Linked DNA regions of Sus scrofa: region 1 is linked to region 2. A link is a contact called in public targeted proximity ligation data. All regions are on one chromosome and are shown on one strand. The core of a region is the stretch at or near the end of the contact, and the rest is flanking DNA. Distances in the headings are between cores, read along the strand shown. Region 1 overlaps LOC106509843 (a long non-coding RNA gene). Region 2 has its middle 130 kb from the start of ZFP36L2.

Region 1 (7,176 bases), core at 2,510-5,009, 200 kb after region 2:
GCCTTGTGACATTTTCCATTACTTACTTGAGTCACTATTCTTTTGTCATTTTACATTGCCTAAGTGTATGCAGTAACTAACTCAGTTGTAAACTCCTAAGAGTCTGGAAGTGCCAATCCAGGGACCTTCATGCCAGGAGTGCTTTCATGAAATGTGAGACTATAGGACCTGGCTTTTAGTGGTTCTCAGTAACCACAACAATAGTAATTTGATCTCTTTGTGATGCTTAGAGTTTACACAAGCTCCTTCAGCCCCATTATCTCATAGGTCTTTTGAATAACTCTTTTAAGTGAGTAGAGCTATTATAATTATGCCTTTTTTACAGATGATGAAACGGAGGCTAAGTGAAGGTACACGATTTGCCCAAGGGCGTGCAGTGAGTATTTAGTCTAGAATGTAGGTGGAGGTCTTTTGACTTCGGATCTGGAACTTTTCCATCAAACTTTGGGCCTTAACGCCCTCATTTTCAAAATGAAGAAATTGACTTAAGTGGTTTCTAATGCACTGCTGTCCAACTGAAATAGAATGTATGCCACAGATGTAATTTTACACTTTCTAGTATCTCTTTAAAAGTAAGAAGAAATAACGGGATTAATTTTAATAATAAAATTTTATTTAACCCAAAATATTGTAAGTTCAATATGGAATCATGATTTAAACAAAATTTTTTTGGCCACGCCCCAGCATGCATAATATGCTGGGTCAAGGATGGACCCTGAGCCACAGCAGCGACTCAAGCCCCAGCAGTGACAATGCCAGATCCTTAATCCACTGAGCAAGGCCAGGGATCAAACCCACATCCACAAACCTCACGGACACTTTGTCAGGTTCTTAACCTGCTGAGCCACAATGGGAATTCCAACTAGACATTTTACATTCCTTTTTTTATTAATATTTGAATTCAGTGTATTTATTATACCTTCGGCACCTCTCAGTTCAGGCTAAACCACATTGCAGATGCTCAAAAAGCCACACATGTCCAGTGGCCACCATATTGGAAAGTTCAGCTCTAAGGTTTGAAATTCAAATTTAAAATTAAGGGCTATACATTCTTATAATAAAGAACTATGTCCCAACCAACCATGGTGGGGAACGCCTCTGTGCTTAGATCCACCACAAAGCACCACTGCCATCTGGTGGCAGCCTTCTGAATTGCAAGCAAATTCCCCAAGGCGCAATAGTTAATTTCAGGTTCTAGGAATGTGCATGTTGCATCTGATTTACCACAGAAGCTCTTAAAAATGCAGACTGCTTGGGCCCCACTGAATCAGAATCTCCAGGACAGATCCCAAACACCACATGAATACTGTAACTTGAGAACCGTTGATATAAAGAACATGCCTACTTAATGCAACCATAGAAAATTTAGTGGCAACAAATGTCAGAGGGGGAACTCATTTTTCCATGATACTGCTCTTATATTTAGAAAACCGCTGTTTTCTCTTTGTAGCCTGGTGGGTTATATGCAGCTGTGTTGTTGTTTCTAAATAGAAAGAAAAAAGAAAACAATACCCCATTCACTCAACACATAGAAAGTTGATAAGAAGCTGTAATCCAATCACTTTTAAAGTTTATATGCCACCCCTCTCCCATGCAACCCTATTAACAGATATGTGTGTGTGTGTGTGTGTGTGTGTGTGTGTGTGTGTGTGTGTGTGTCTCACAAGGCTGAACACAAGCCAGCCTCTTCCTTTCCTCTCGCGCCTGCTCTGCTCACACCCTGAGCAGCTCAAGGCCCTCTCCTGCCTGAGACTTTGCAAATGCTATTCCCTGCACCTGGAACAGCATTCCCCTTAACCTAGCCTCAATAACAACTCACCTCTCAGGATGCAGCCTGAGCATCACCTACCAAGGAACTCCCACTTTTCCTCCCAAAATTGCCTGTAGGGTCATTGTCTGCAATCTTCCCCACTGGACTATTAGCTTCTAGCGGGTAAGGGTATATCTCTTTTCTCTGTATCTACACAACACAGCAAAAGCTCTGCCACAAGCAGCATTTTAAAATATTTGCTGAGCAAATAAATGCTTTCTAAAGCCAACAAGTAGTTAGTTCGGTTTTTAAAATAATAACCATGGTGCTAATGTGTCTGGAAGAGGCTAAGACGGCAGCCTGCTCAGTAAAGGCATTTCACGGGCACCTTCTGACAGCGAGCCTGGTGGGACTTGGGGCTACAACTCACTGAGCAGGAGACTGTGTTTGGGGAGGTGAGGGGCATTTGGATGCCCGTGAGGCAGTGAGACAGGGAGGGGCGCAGGGAGAGGGCAGGAACAGAGTAACCTGGGAATGTCCTTGCCGCCTCCCAGGAAGGGAGCCATTTCCCCAGAGGACAGAGGCCTGTCACATCTCGCCCGGCTAATCTGACAGAAGCCAGCTGCAGCGCTGGCTGGGCCTGCCCCCAGGAAGGCGTGCTCAGGCTGAGAACCACATGCCGCTGTTTGCCCCCAGGGACAGGGGCACAGAGGGAGGGTAATTGACTTGTCTCCCAAATTTATTTATTAATTCCTAGCTGCACCATTTGATGTGGTTTCCAAGGGGCACGCCGTTGAAATCTGCCCCCTTCCCCTGTTTCCCCCTCCCCTCCCGCCTGAACGTTTACTCCATGGTCCCCCAGGGCGGAGGGCAAGGCTCAGAGCCAGCCCCGCGGGAAGAGCGGTGTGGGCAGGGGGCTGGAAAGGGTGCCCACCTTGCAGAGGGGCTCATGGCCCCTGGCTCAGACTTGTGAGAGGGCTTGAGAAGCCAGTGGGACCGCGGGCTCAGGAGGCCTGGGGGGACAAGGTGGGGCACACATGGGGACAAGTCTCACCTGCCTGCCTCAGCTTCCCAGCTATGAAAAGGAGAAAACCATGACTGCTGATGGCCTTTCATGAGGCTGTGCAAGAAGATCAAATGTGACAAGGACAGGAAATTGCTATAACAGGTAAAGGGCACCTGTAACCAGTGGGAACTCAGACATGGTGGGCCTTCCAAGTGGGCAAAAGTGTCCATCTCCAAGGGCCAGGCTTAAGCCACTGAGATGTTCTATTTCATGCTTTCCCAATCTTCCATATTTCCTACAATTAGCAGAAATGCGCATCCTACAAGAGACAGGCCCTTGTGGCCGAATCCCAACAAGCGGATGGGTACAGGGTGGAGGGAGAAAGGGGCTTCTCCCTCCAGGTCTGCTGAGCAGGAAGGCGGGAAAGGGTGGAGACCTCGGGGCAAGGGGTAGGGTTGCTTTCTCGGGTGAATACAGCCACAGACCCCAGCAAGCGGGGATGGGAGTCAGGCCCCCACAATTCTCCATTGTTAACCCAGCTTCAGCTGTTGTAGGACCAGTGCAGATGAACCCTACTGAGCTGGCGAGTGGCCCCCAGTTCCGAGGACCTTCTCCAAAGAAAGACTCCGCTCATTTGCAAGGAGGGAGTTGACTGCAGAGGTGGGCAGCGTTGATGCCCAGCACACCCTGATCCCAAGGGGGCAGGAATGGCTGCAGAGCACACACACCTGTCCGAGGCCCCAGCCAGCTGCCCTGGCCCCTGACCACAGCCTGTGGCTCCCCGCCCCTGCCACAGACCCCTGGAAAAGGAGCTAATGAGAAAGAAAATGTTCAAAGGTCTCAACGTGGGCAGAAAGCCAGGGGGCTGGCAATCCTCAAGCAAGACACAGACTGGCACACATGCCAAGGTGCCTGCCCTTGGAGATTCCAGGAGAACCGGCCCAGAGCCCTACACTGTGTCGCCTCTCAGCACTGGCTTCCACTGAATGGTTGCGGGGGCAGATGGCGCTCCTGCCCCACGCTCTCGGCCTCACTTCCAGACGGACAGGCTTGACCCTCGGCGTCCACCCCCTTCCTTTACCCCATTAGACATCACTCGCACGAGTTAAATGCGTCTAAAGCGGACCCCAGTGAAGGTCTGGGTGACCGAGGGTTTAACGACGCCCGTGCCTCTGTCATCCGCCACCTTTCAAGGCCTCCCCGCTTTTACATCTTCCCATCTCGCCCCCTCCAACCCATCTCCGTGGAAATGAATTCTTTTCACTTTGTTTCACCGACTGCCTTTTTCCATGTCCATCCCAACTCTGCTGCCTGCTTTTCTTTCCACTGCCAAGACCCACTCTCCTGCTCGCCAAACCCTGCGCTGGGCGCCCCCGCCAGGCCCTGCCCCCCAGCGCCATGGAAACACTTAGCAGAAGCTCTAAAATCTGTCCGTCTTTCTCTCCCTCCCACCCCCCTTCTCACACACACCCACACCCACCCTGCTCCACAAGCCACTCCTGGAAAGGCAAAATTCTGGTCAACTTCCAATCCTAGGATGTTCCAGGGCCCAGGCCAAGGAATCCTTTCTCTTTGCACTTCAGGTGCAAAACTGTAGGGACACCAAAAAATTCAGTGGGCAAGACAAATCATGTTTTAATGCAATCCTTTTAAAAACCAAAGCCAATGCAAAATATCTGTGACGGATGAAGTACCAAATTTCAATAAAGACAGGATCCCTGTTACTGATTTTTCCTTTTGCCTCAGGCTCCAACGCGATGGAGCCCAGCATTGTGTTGACTCTACATCAAGCTGAGACGATCACAAACAGGAAAGAACTTCTCCAAAGCGCCGAGAGGAGGACGGGAACACGCGGCTCAGGATGGATTTAAGGAGACTCTGCAACCAGCCAGATGAGTTTTGCAGAGGCTTAAACAGTCTGCACGGTGGCACCCATGAAGGAAAAGAGCCCCCAGAGCAGCTAGAATCGGGGAAAGCAAAGTGGCCAATCCAGGGCCGGACACTCCAGCTTCCATGCACGGCGGGAGAGGGAAAGCCAGAGAGATGGGGGGTAGAATTGAGACCAAGGAAGGGCACAGGGAGGAGGAGAAGCAGGAGACAGGGCTAGCAGCCTGCCTGTCCTCCCTGCAGCACCCCCCCGAGCTTGCTCAGGCCTGCCCACATAACTCAGGCTGTGGGCCCGGTGATACACTGAGTGCTCATGTCTAAAGCCAATGCCACTTCCATCTCTCTAGGGCCACCAAGAGGCCTCCAGGAAAGAACATGCAGCTCTGGAGACCTCTTGACAGAAGGCTGGGCAGGTCATCAGGCCAGGGCCCTAGGAGCCCCTACAGTCTGGCCCATGTGCTAGGCCAGGGCCCAGGAGGACAGGAGCCCAGTGCCTGGCCCATATAGTTCAGTGGGCTGCCGGCCCCTGCAAGGGTCCTGTCATCATGCCTGCCAGGGAGGTTCACTTCTCCCAGCTTGGAGAAATTCAAACCAGCTCATAACTCTGCCCCCCCCCCTTTTAAGGGCTGCACCCACAGCACACAGAAATTCCCAGACTAGGGGTCGAATCGGAACTGCAGCTGCAACCTACACCACAGCCACAGCAACATGGGATCCAAGCCACATCTGTGACCTACACCACAACTCACGGCAACGCAGGATCCTTAACCCACCGAGTGAGGCCAGGGATCGAACCGGCGTCCTCGTGAATATTAGTCGGGTTCATTACCGCCAAGCCACCATGGGAACTCCAGGACTCTGCCTCCTGAAGACTCAAATCATCTTTGTCTCCAGAAGGGAAGCCCGTGTCTACTCAGCCAGACCAGAGGAGAGACTGGACTCCTGCCCCCACAGCTCTAGGACCTTCTCAAGGACAGGAGCTTCCCCACCTCCCGGCCAGGGCCAGTTTCCAGGATGTTCTCACTACCTCATAAGTACAGGAAGTACTGGGCTCAGTATGGCTGAAGGTGGCTGGAGGTCCAGTCTCTGGAAGCAGGGGGACAGTAGGAAGGGGTAGAGTGGAGCCGTGGCCCCAGCCTGATCAGGTACCATCAAGCCTGCCCTGCAGTATGGACAGCTGAGCCAGTGTCCACCCGCTGAGGAGGCCAGGCAGCCCTACTTGAGTCGATGCGGGCCTCTGGTAGGACAATTTCAGCTGCTGTTTCTGGAGGTCGGTCTGCCCCAAGGATCTGTGCTGTGCCTACATTCACATTTATTCACTCAACAAACATAGGCACCCACTAAGTGCTAGGCCCTGGCCCATGCAGGCCAGGTTGTGTGCACACTCCTGCTGGGTTGCATACCTACAAACCTGGGCTGGGCGGTGTCCCGCACCCGCTCCAAGGGCTAGATGGAGTGCACACTCACGTCCACACCCAGCCTGGGCTGCGCTGACACACACATGCTCGCCTCGACTGGCCGTGCTCATGCTTGAGGGCTCCCTTGGTCTCCTGCCTCTGCCCCCTGGGCTGATACCTGCCCGAAACAACAGACATCACTTTTTGGTGCAAAGGGCTGAGACACCCAGAGGCCTCTTACAGGGGTCAGAGCCACAGTGGGCAGGGTGGTGAAGGAGCGGCGGGGCCCGGCTTGGGTCAGGGCCCAGCTTCTGTCTCCAAGGCCCATTTGGTTCCGTTGGCCTGTGAGGGAGGAGCTGTCCCAGGCTGACACAGTGTTCTTGGGTCAGAGGGATCCAAACACAGAAAGAAGACCTGAAGAGTGTCCAAGAGTCACAAAAGGTGATGAGGATTCAGTTCTACCACCTTTGACCTGAATCCCAGCCCCAGGCTTCTTCACCCTAAACACCCCCTGCCTCCGCTCTTTTCTGCTCTCACTGCCTCCATCCCCACCGACCATGTGGCCTGATCATCTGGCCAGTCTTTCAGCAGGTCACTCCTCCCTCCAGAATCTTCAATAGCTCCCCACTGCCTAAGGAGGAACTCTGGCTGGCGTTCAAAGCCCGCTCCATGAACAGGCGCTCTAGCTCCCTTTTCTCTCATCCTGAACTCTCCCTGGACCAGTCTCAGTACTTCATGAAGGCCTTGCCCTTCCCCACCCCAGAAGCCCACCCTCATGACCACAGTCCCCCAGGACCCCTCTTCTCTGTCTCCTCTCTGCACCATGTGCTACTCCTCCTGCCCCACCCCACCCCGAAGCACTGCAGGCTGCTGTCACCCCACCCACTCTGGCCACACAACTTTGACTGTCTGTCCCTAGAAGGTGTGTTCCTGGCCAGCCAAGCTCCTTCCTCCAAAGGCAGCCATTGCAGCCGGTGCTCTAGTCAGGCCACAGTCTGCTCTGCTGGGCGGGAACTCGCACGCATTCCTTCAGAATTAAACAAGGTCTTGCTGGTTCCAGGCTCCCCAGCATGACATTGATCCTGTTTGCCTTTGGAAGTAGCTTTTTGCCCTCCCCAGGGAGGGAGGCCCACTGG
Region 2 (6,884 bases), core at 1,862-4,361:
CAGAGTGCTTGGAATAAGTGAGCCACAGGGGTAGGTGCTTGGCGTGGCGGGCCGGGTTCCTGGAAGGAGAGCCGGGAGGGGTGGGCGCCGAAGGCGTCCGGGCTGGGCTGCAATAAAGAGCTTGTTCTGCTCACAAGCCTTCTATTTGAGGACCTGGAGCCATGACGTCCCTCAGAGTTTCCATTCTCTGAGCTGCAGCTGTTGGTTACGTGTTTCATTCAAAATGCTTTGCAGGAAGCAGCAGGCTCCACATTCCAGGGCTTTTAGTCATTTTTTCTCTTAGAGCTTTGGGGCTGGGATTAGAACGTTCTTCAAACCACACTGTCCTCGGCTGGACTCCCAAGAGGAAGTGGGTGGGTCCCTGGGGGATGAGAACATGGGCCCCAATTCAGAGATGGAATGAAAAAAGATTAAGGCCGGCACAAGTAAACTCCTAGAGAGATGGCTGAGCTGAGGCCCACGTTGGGCAAGGGGTGGGAGCAGGGGGCTGGCGACTCTTGCCTCCCCAGCCAGGGGCCCCTGGAACTCAGTCTCTGGGTGTGTGTGTGTGTGTGTGTGTGTGTGTGTGTGTGTGTGGTGTGAGACAGAACTGTTAGTGCAGCATTTCATCCTGAGGGACCCCCCATGCTCAGCCCTTCGCTTTGCCCTCAGGCCAAGCAGAATGTGACAAGGGCCTCACTGGCTTCAGGGAAGGGTGCAGACATATGTTGAGATTTGGGGCAGAGGGAGAAGCACTTTAGCAAAAGGACCCCACAGATATACGAAACCAAAGAAACTACAATGAATTTTTTTTTGTTTTTGTTTTTTTGTTTCTTGTCTTTTTAGGGCCAGACCCGCGGCATATGGAGGTTCCCAGGCTAGGGGTCTAATCGGAGCTGTAGCTGCTGGCCTACACCACAGTCACAGCCACGCCAGATCCGAGCCATGTCTGCAACCTACACCACAGCTCACGGCAATGCCAGATCCTTAACCCACTGAGCAAGGCCAGGGATCGAACCCACAACCTCATGGTTCCTAGTCGGATTCATTTCCGATGCGCCACGACGGGAACGCCATGAAACAACAATAAATGTTTGCAGAGTGTCTGCTACATTCCTGGCACGGGGCCGGGTGTTGGCAGCACCGCAAGGTGCAAGATGGAATCCATCTCTGTACTTGCAGTAGGGCTGGGAAATAGGGCCTGGAAGGCATCCACTGGGATAAGGAGGAGGGAGCAGATTAAAGAAGCCAGGGCCTGTGGAGCCCAGGCTGTGGTGGGCAGAGGGGAGGCGCGTGTACAGGGCCGCCAGAGATCAGGTTGCTGCTGCAGCGCACAGGGCGTATGAAAGGCAGGGCAGAGCCCAGCAGTGGGGGTGGCTGAGGCTCTGGAAGGGGGAGGGTGATTAACACGAGCAGAGCCCCAGTGGTCCTGAAGCAGGACTATCCCCCTCGGGTCACGAAAAGCCCCAGAACCTGTTCCACGAGGAGGACGAGAGAAAAGCAGGGGTTCCTAGTCAACCCCGCAGCCCGGTGCTACCCTTTCCTCTGAGCGCCTGGGCAGAGGGAAGGAAGTTCTGTACTAAGAGTCTCGTCCCGCATTTGGACAAAAATGCCAACGTGTTTTTGCACCCTGGATGTAGACAGAATTCAAAATATGGCCCCCTGAGATTTCTCATCCTAATCCTCAAATATGATGAGCTATTGAGCCTCTGATTCTGTTACATTAGATGGCAAAAGGATTTTAAAAACCCAGTAACAGTTTAGAATCAGTCAACTTTGAGTTACTCAAAAGGGAGGTTAGGAGTTCCTGTTGTGAAGCAGCGGAAATGAATCCGACTAGTATCCATGAGGATGCGGGTCCAATCCCTGGCCTCACTCAGTGGATCGAGGATCTGCCGTTGCCGTGAGCTGTGGGGTAGGTCGCAGACTCGGCTCGGATCTCGTGTTGCTGTGGCTGTGGTGTAGGCTGGCAGCTACAGCTCCAATTCTACCCCCAGCTTGAAGACCTCCATACGCCACAGGTTCGATCCTAAAAAGCAACAACAATAATAATAGTAATAATAAAATGGGGGCAGGACTATCTAGTAGGTGTTCCTAATCTATTCACACAAGCACTTAAAAAGAAATTTTTTTTCATCTTTTTGCCATTTCTTGGGCAGCTCCCTCGGCATATGGAGGTTCCCAGGCTAGGGGTCCACTTGGAGCTGTGGCCACCAGCCTTCGCCAGAGCCACAGCAACGTGGGATCCAAGCTGTGTCTGCAAACCTACACCACACTCACGGCAACGCCAGATCGTTAACCCACTGAGCAAGGCCAGGGATCGAACCCGCAACCTCATCATTCCTAGTCGGATTCGTTAACCACTGCGCCATGATGAGAACTCCCACACAAGCCCTTTAAAAGCAGAGAGTTTTCTCTGGCTGGTGGCTGGAAAGGAAGTCATGGATTTGAAGTATGGAAGCGGGTTCCATGTCCCTTTAATGACTTGAAGGTGGAGGGAACTGCATGGAAGGAGCCTAAGAGAGAGCAGCTTCTAGGCGCTGAGAGGGACCCGCGGCTGACAACTGGCGGGAGAACATCTTAGTCCTACAGCCGCGGGAGCAAAGTTCTGCTACGTCAAAATGAACTGGGGAGCAGATTCTTTCCTAGCACGTCTGGACACCAGCCCACCCAGCTCACACCTCGATTTTGGCCTTGCAAAGCCTCAGCAGAGCATCCAGCTGAGCCCACCTGGACTTCTGACCTACAGAACTGAGATAATTAACCAGGGTTGTGTTAATTTTGTGGTACTTGGTTATCCAGCAGCCGAGAGCAAATACGTTTCCACTTTTTTGTTTCTTCGGAGAAGGTCCTGAGGCGACTCTGCTGACTCCTTCTCTGCAGGCAGGGCAGGCTGGATGCACGGGTCCCGGCCGGGGCTCAGACCTGGGCCCAGCGGAACCGCCACACATGAATGGCAGGCCCTGGGCCTCAGCCGAGGGTGTCTTGTCTTCCTGCTCAGGAAGGAGAGGGGAGGCCTGCATCTTACACCCCCCTTTCTAAGAACCAGCCAGCAGCTCCCTCTGTAGACTGTCAGCTGCCAGCTCTCCTAGCCCCGTGTTCCCTGCAGAAGAGCAGAGCTCTGGGCGGAAACCAGAGAAGGGCAGTGACCTCGCCCTTCCCCCCGCTTCTCAGATGACAAGTCTGGGCTCTGTCAGGGCAGGAGGCAGGAGCTGGGATGCATGGAGTTATAAACTTCAGCAGCACCCTTCCCCACCCCCGTGAAAAGCATTCTCTGACGGGTTAGAACGGGGATTTTTAAATTTTATACTTGCTTCCTGACTAATTTGTTGGACACAGAGTCAGGTACCCTTGAGAGTGCAGAAATGTTTGCAAGGAGGAAGGTTATGTTTCTGCTTTACTGATGAAAAAGCCCCAACGAAGTTTCTCGCATTCCCACGTGAGGCCTTTTCTCAAAATCTTCTCTGATTCTTCCCAGATGGTGTCTAGCTCTGTCCCCGCAGCCCCTGGCAGGGTGGGGCTTCCGAACATAGGAGGGCTCTGTGTCCCATGGACCTGAGATCTCAGCTCTGTCACTTAACCCTCTGGGGGCAGTGGGGGCTGGGCACCCTCCCCAGCCTCAGTTCCTTCCCGTAGGACATAAGCCTGGTGGGTAAGAAGGAAGGAATAAATACTGTTTTCCTTATCCCCCGCCTTGCCCCTGCACAACAGCTACCTTGGAAATGTGTGTATTTTTGACAGCCTGACAAGAATTTTCATTCTGGTGACAGGCGGGCCTGGCCGGCCAGCAGCAAAACTCTTCAGTTAGCAGGTTACCTTTGCGCTCCACCTTCTCAAAGCCTCTTCCTCTCTCTGTGTCCCATTTCCTCCTTTCAGGCCCAGGCTGGTTCCATCCCAGGGCCCTGGGGGTGGACACGCTGGGAAGCCTCTGAAAACCTCTCACAGCTGAGTGTTGGGGAGGGAGGGCAGAACTGCCCCCTGGGGACTGAATGGTGGCATCCAAGGCTTGGGGCAGGCAGGCCGGAGGGGGTGGGGTAGAGGGGTGGGGGTAAGAGGGGTGGGGGTAGGAATGGGGGTGAGTAGGAGTGGGGTGGGCAGGGGTGAGGGAGGAGGGTGGGGGTCGTGGCGATCATGGTGGGGTGGGGGCTGGGAGGGGTGTATTTCTGGCAGGTGGGGGGTTTCGAGGTCCTTCTGGGGATCTGTCTGGTGGGGACCATGTGACGTGGTTGTGTGAGTGAGGTCCCCTCCTGCTTGATTTCTCTCAACTGCGTGTTTGGAGGTTTGCTCTAATCCTCTTAGGCTGGAGGTTTTGCTGTCAAGGAATCTGGGGGGAAATCAGCTCCATTTCAACTTTTCAAAGTTTCCACGGCGAGGGCTGAGCTGAGCGGGTCCTGAAGACGGAGGACGGGGTTGTCACGTGTTTTTGAAGGGGGTGGGAGGCAAAAAGAGCCCCAGGGTCTGGGCCCGGGGACATCAGCCCCAGGGCCAGGAGGAAGATGAGGGCTGGAGGTGGGGAGGGTCTCTGGCCTTCTCCTCCAAGAAGTGGGAGACCTCAGGATATTCTGGGAGGGAGGGGTATTTCAGGGCCCCTGCAAGTCCCTGGGTGTTGGGAGCAAAGCTGGTTCACCGTGGGCCTGTCTTCCCGGGCAGAGGCTGAAGGAGGTACCAGGTAGGCTGGCTCTGCTGCCGGGCTGGGGTGTCAAGGCCGGGGCCAGGCACCTCCGCCCTCCTCCCCGGGGCTGTGGGCTCAACGCTGAGCCAAGTATGAAACGGCCTCTCCCCGCCTCTCGGTTCCCGCCCCCATCCTGATGGAGTCTGGTTTTCATCACCCATTAATCACCGAAGCTTCCCACAGCCTGTGTCTATCTGTCCGCACTCACCAGCCCCCTGGGCTCTTGGGGGATGGATAGACAGACAGCCAGGCAGATGGTCTCCGACTTGGGGAAATTTAGGGTCATGCTGGGGGCTGCCCCCTACCCCCAGGCAGTGGAGAGGTGTCCTTCCTAAGCTTGTTATATCCCCCCACCCCCCAGCCCGGCTTGAAGCTGCCAGCCCAGCCACCTCACCCCGGCAGCAGGCAGCAGGGGCCATTAGCTATCCTGTTCACCAGGGAGGAAATGGGTTGGAGGGCTGAGGAATTCTAATTAAGCTTCCCCAGCTGGCAGGCCGGCTGGCGGGTGAGATCTGGCACCTCCAACCCCGCTGGAGTTGGTGCCAGCCCTGTTCGGCCTGGCCTGCTGGGTGCCCACCTGCTGCTGTGGGAACCCGGGTTCAGGAGGCCTTGCAAACCCCCTGAAGATTCCCAGACACCTGGCTCTCTTCATACCACCTCTCTGGCCCTGTCCTCACTCCCTCCCCAGTCAGCCCCCTTGCTGTGACTTACCTGACAGGCCCTCTGGGATTGGGTTGCCATGTGGAGCCCCCATCTGTTCAGGGTGTCATGGTGCCCCCTCCCAAAATCTGGAGACCTGGGTTCCGATCTGGTTCTGCCTGACCTGCTGTGTGGGTCGGGGCCACTCCCCTCTCTGAGCCTTGGCTTCTTTGATTGCGATAAAAGAGTGTTCATCAGTGTTGGGGGCACCCAGCTCCTCTGGTTACCAAGGCCTGCACTGGGGGTACAGGCTGGTGGGTGCACAGTGAGCAGTCTTGGCGTGGCAGGCAGCCAGCGGCTCCGGCTGGTGGTCACAGCAGAGCTGGGACCAAGTTTGAAACCCTGACAATGACCCCAGGGGTGGTCTTTTCCTTCCTGATCCAGCTTTCTGTACTCCCCTAGAGCTGTGGCCCAGAACCCAGGCATCCCCAGCTCTGGCCACCCTGCCAGTGTTTCTCCTGGGCTGGTCCCTGCTTCATGCAGGGTCAGAGCCTGCAGGACCAGGCTTCTTTTTTTTTTTTTTTTTTTTTTTGTCATTTTGCTATTTCTTTGGGCCGCTCCCGTGGCATATGGAGGTTCCCAGGCTAGGGGTTGAATCGGAGTGGTAGCCCCTGGCCTACGCCAGAGCCACAGCAACGTGGGATCCGAGCTGCGTCTGCAACCTACACCACAGCTCACGGCAACACAGGATCTTTAACTCACTGAGCAAGGCAGGGACCAAACCCACGACCTCATGGTTCCTAGTTGGATTCGTTAACCACTGCGCCACGACAGGAACTCCAGGACCAGGCTTCTGAGGTCGGGGTACTCCTTCCCATACGGCCATCTTCACATCTGCACATCAGAGCACAGTCATTTGCATCCAAGTCCACGTCCACCCCACTGGCCACTGTTCCCTTTTCCACCTCGAATAAGACGAAATATTTAACCAGCAACTCCAGAGTTGTACTCTCTAAGCCTCCGACCCAAGGCTGTCCATTTCAAGTGGGTTTGGAGGACCTGGTGTCTGCATGGGCTTCTTTCTGGGCCATCAGGGAGATGGAGGACAGGGAAAATAGAGCCCTTGTTCTTGGGCTGCTCACAGCCTAGCTGGGGAAACTACATTCAAGGTGGGATCTTTGGACAAGTATTCGATGGATACACTCCAGCGTGCAGTTCTGCAGATGGTGGGGGTGCTGGGGCAGAGGAGAGTTGGGAGCTCTGTGTGGGCCGGAAGGGCACAGGCAGCGAGCTTCGGCATCCCTGGCACAGGGCTTTGTGCATGCTAGCCACTGTGCTGGAGAGGGGTCTGTGACACCCAGAGGGCCGATTCTCTTACTCAGCTCTGGGTCCCACGGCCCTCTTTGCAGTAGGCCCTACAAACATTTGCCTTGTGTCCTACCATTGATCTGCTCTCGGCCCGACAGAACAGCCCAAGTGTGGGCCAGAACCAAAGACAGCCTTCAGAGAGATGCTGGACGTGAGAGCTCTGACAGGCAGGAGGGACTGCCTTACCCAGTCTGATCCCCATCCAGATGACAGGGGTGAGGGGAGT

Evidence for each region.
Region 1: a targeted proximity ligation map of skeletal muscle shows a contact between it and region 2. A contact is called at or near these places in 2 of 47 Hi-C or Micro-C datasets (both in embryonic fibroblasts) and 2 of 2 datasets of targeted methods (alveolar macrophages and skeletal muscle).

What each region holds. Positions count from the first base shown.
Region 1 is chr3:97,518,167-97,525,342 of Sscrofa11.1, forward strand. All of the region lies in intron 2 of LOC106509843 (a long non-coding RNA gene), which reads right to left. Among named protein-coding and RNA genes, the nearest start is that of TRNAI-UAU, 46 kb to the right of the region's middle.
Region 2 is chr3:97,323,395-97,330,278 of Sscrofa11.1, forward strand. No RefSeq gene overlaps it. Among named protein-coding and RNA genes, the nearest start is that of ZFP36L2, 130 kb to the left of the region's middle.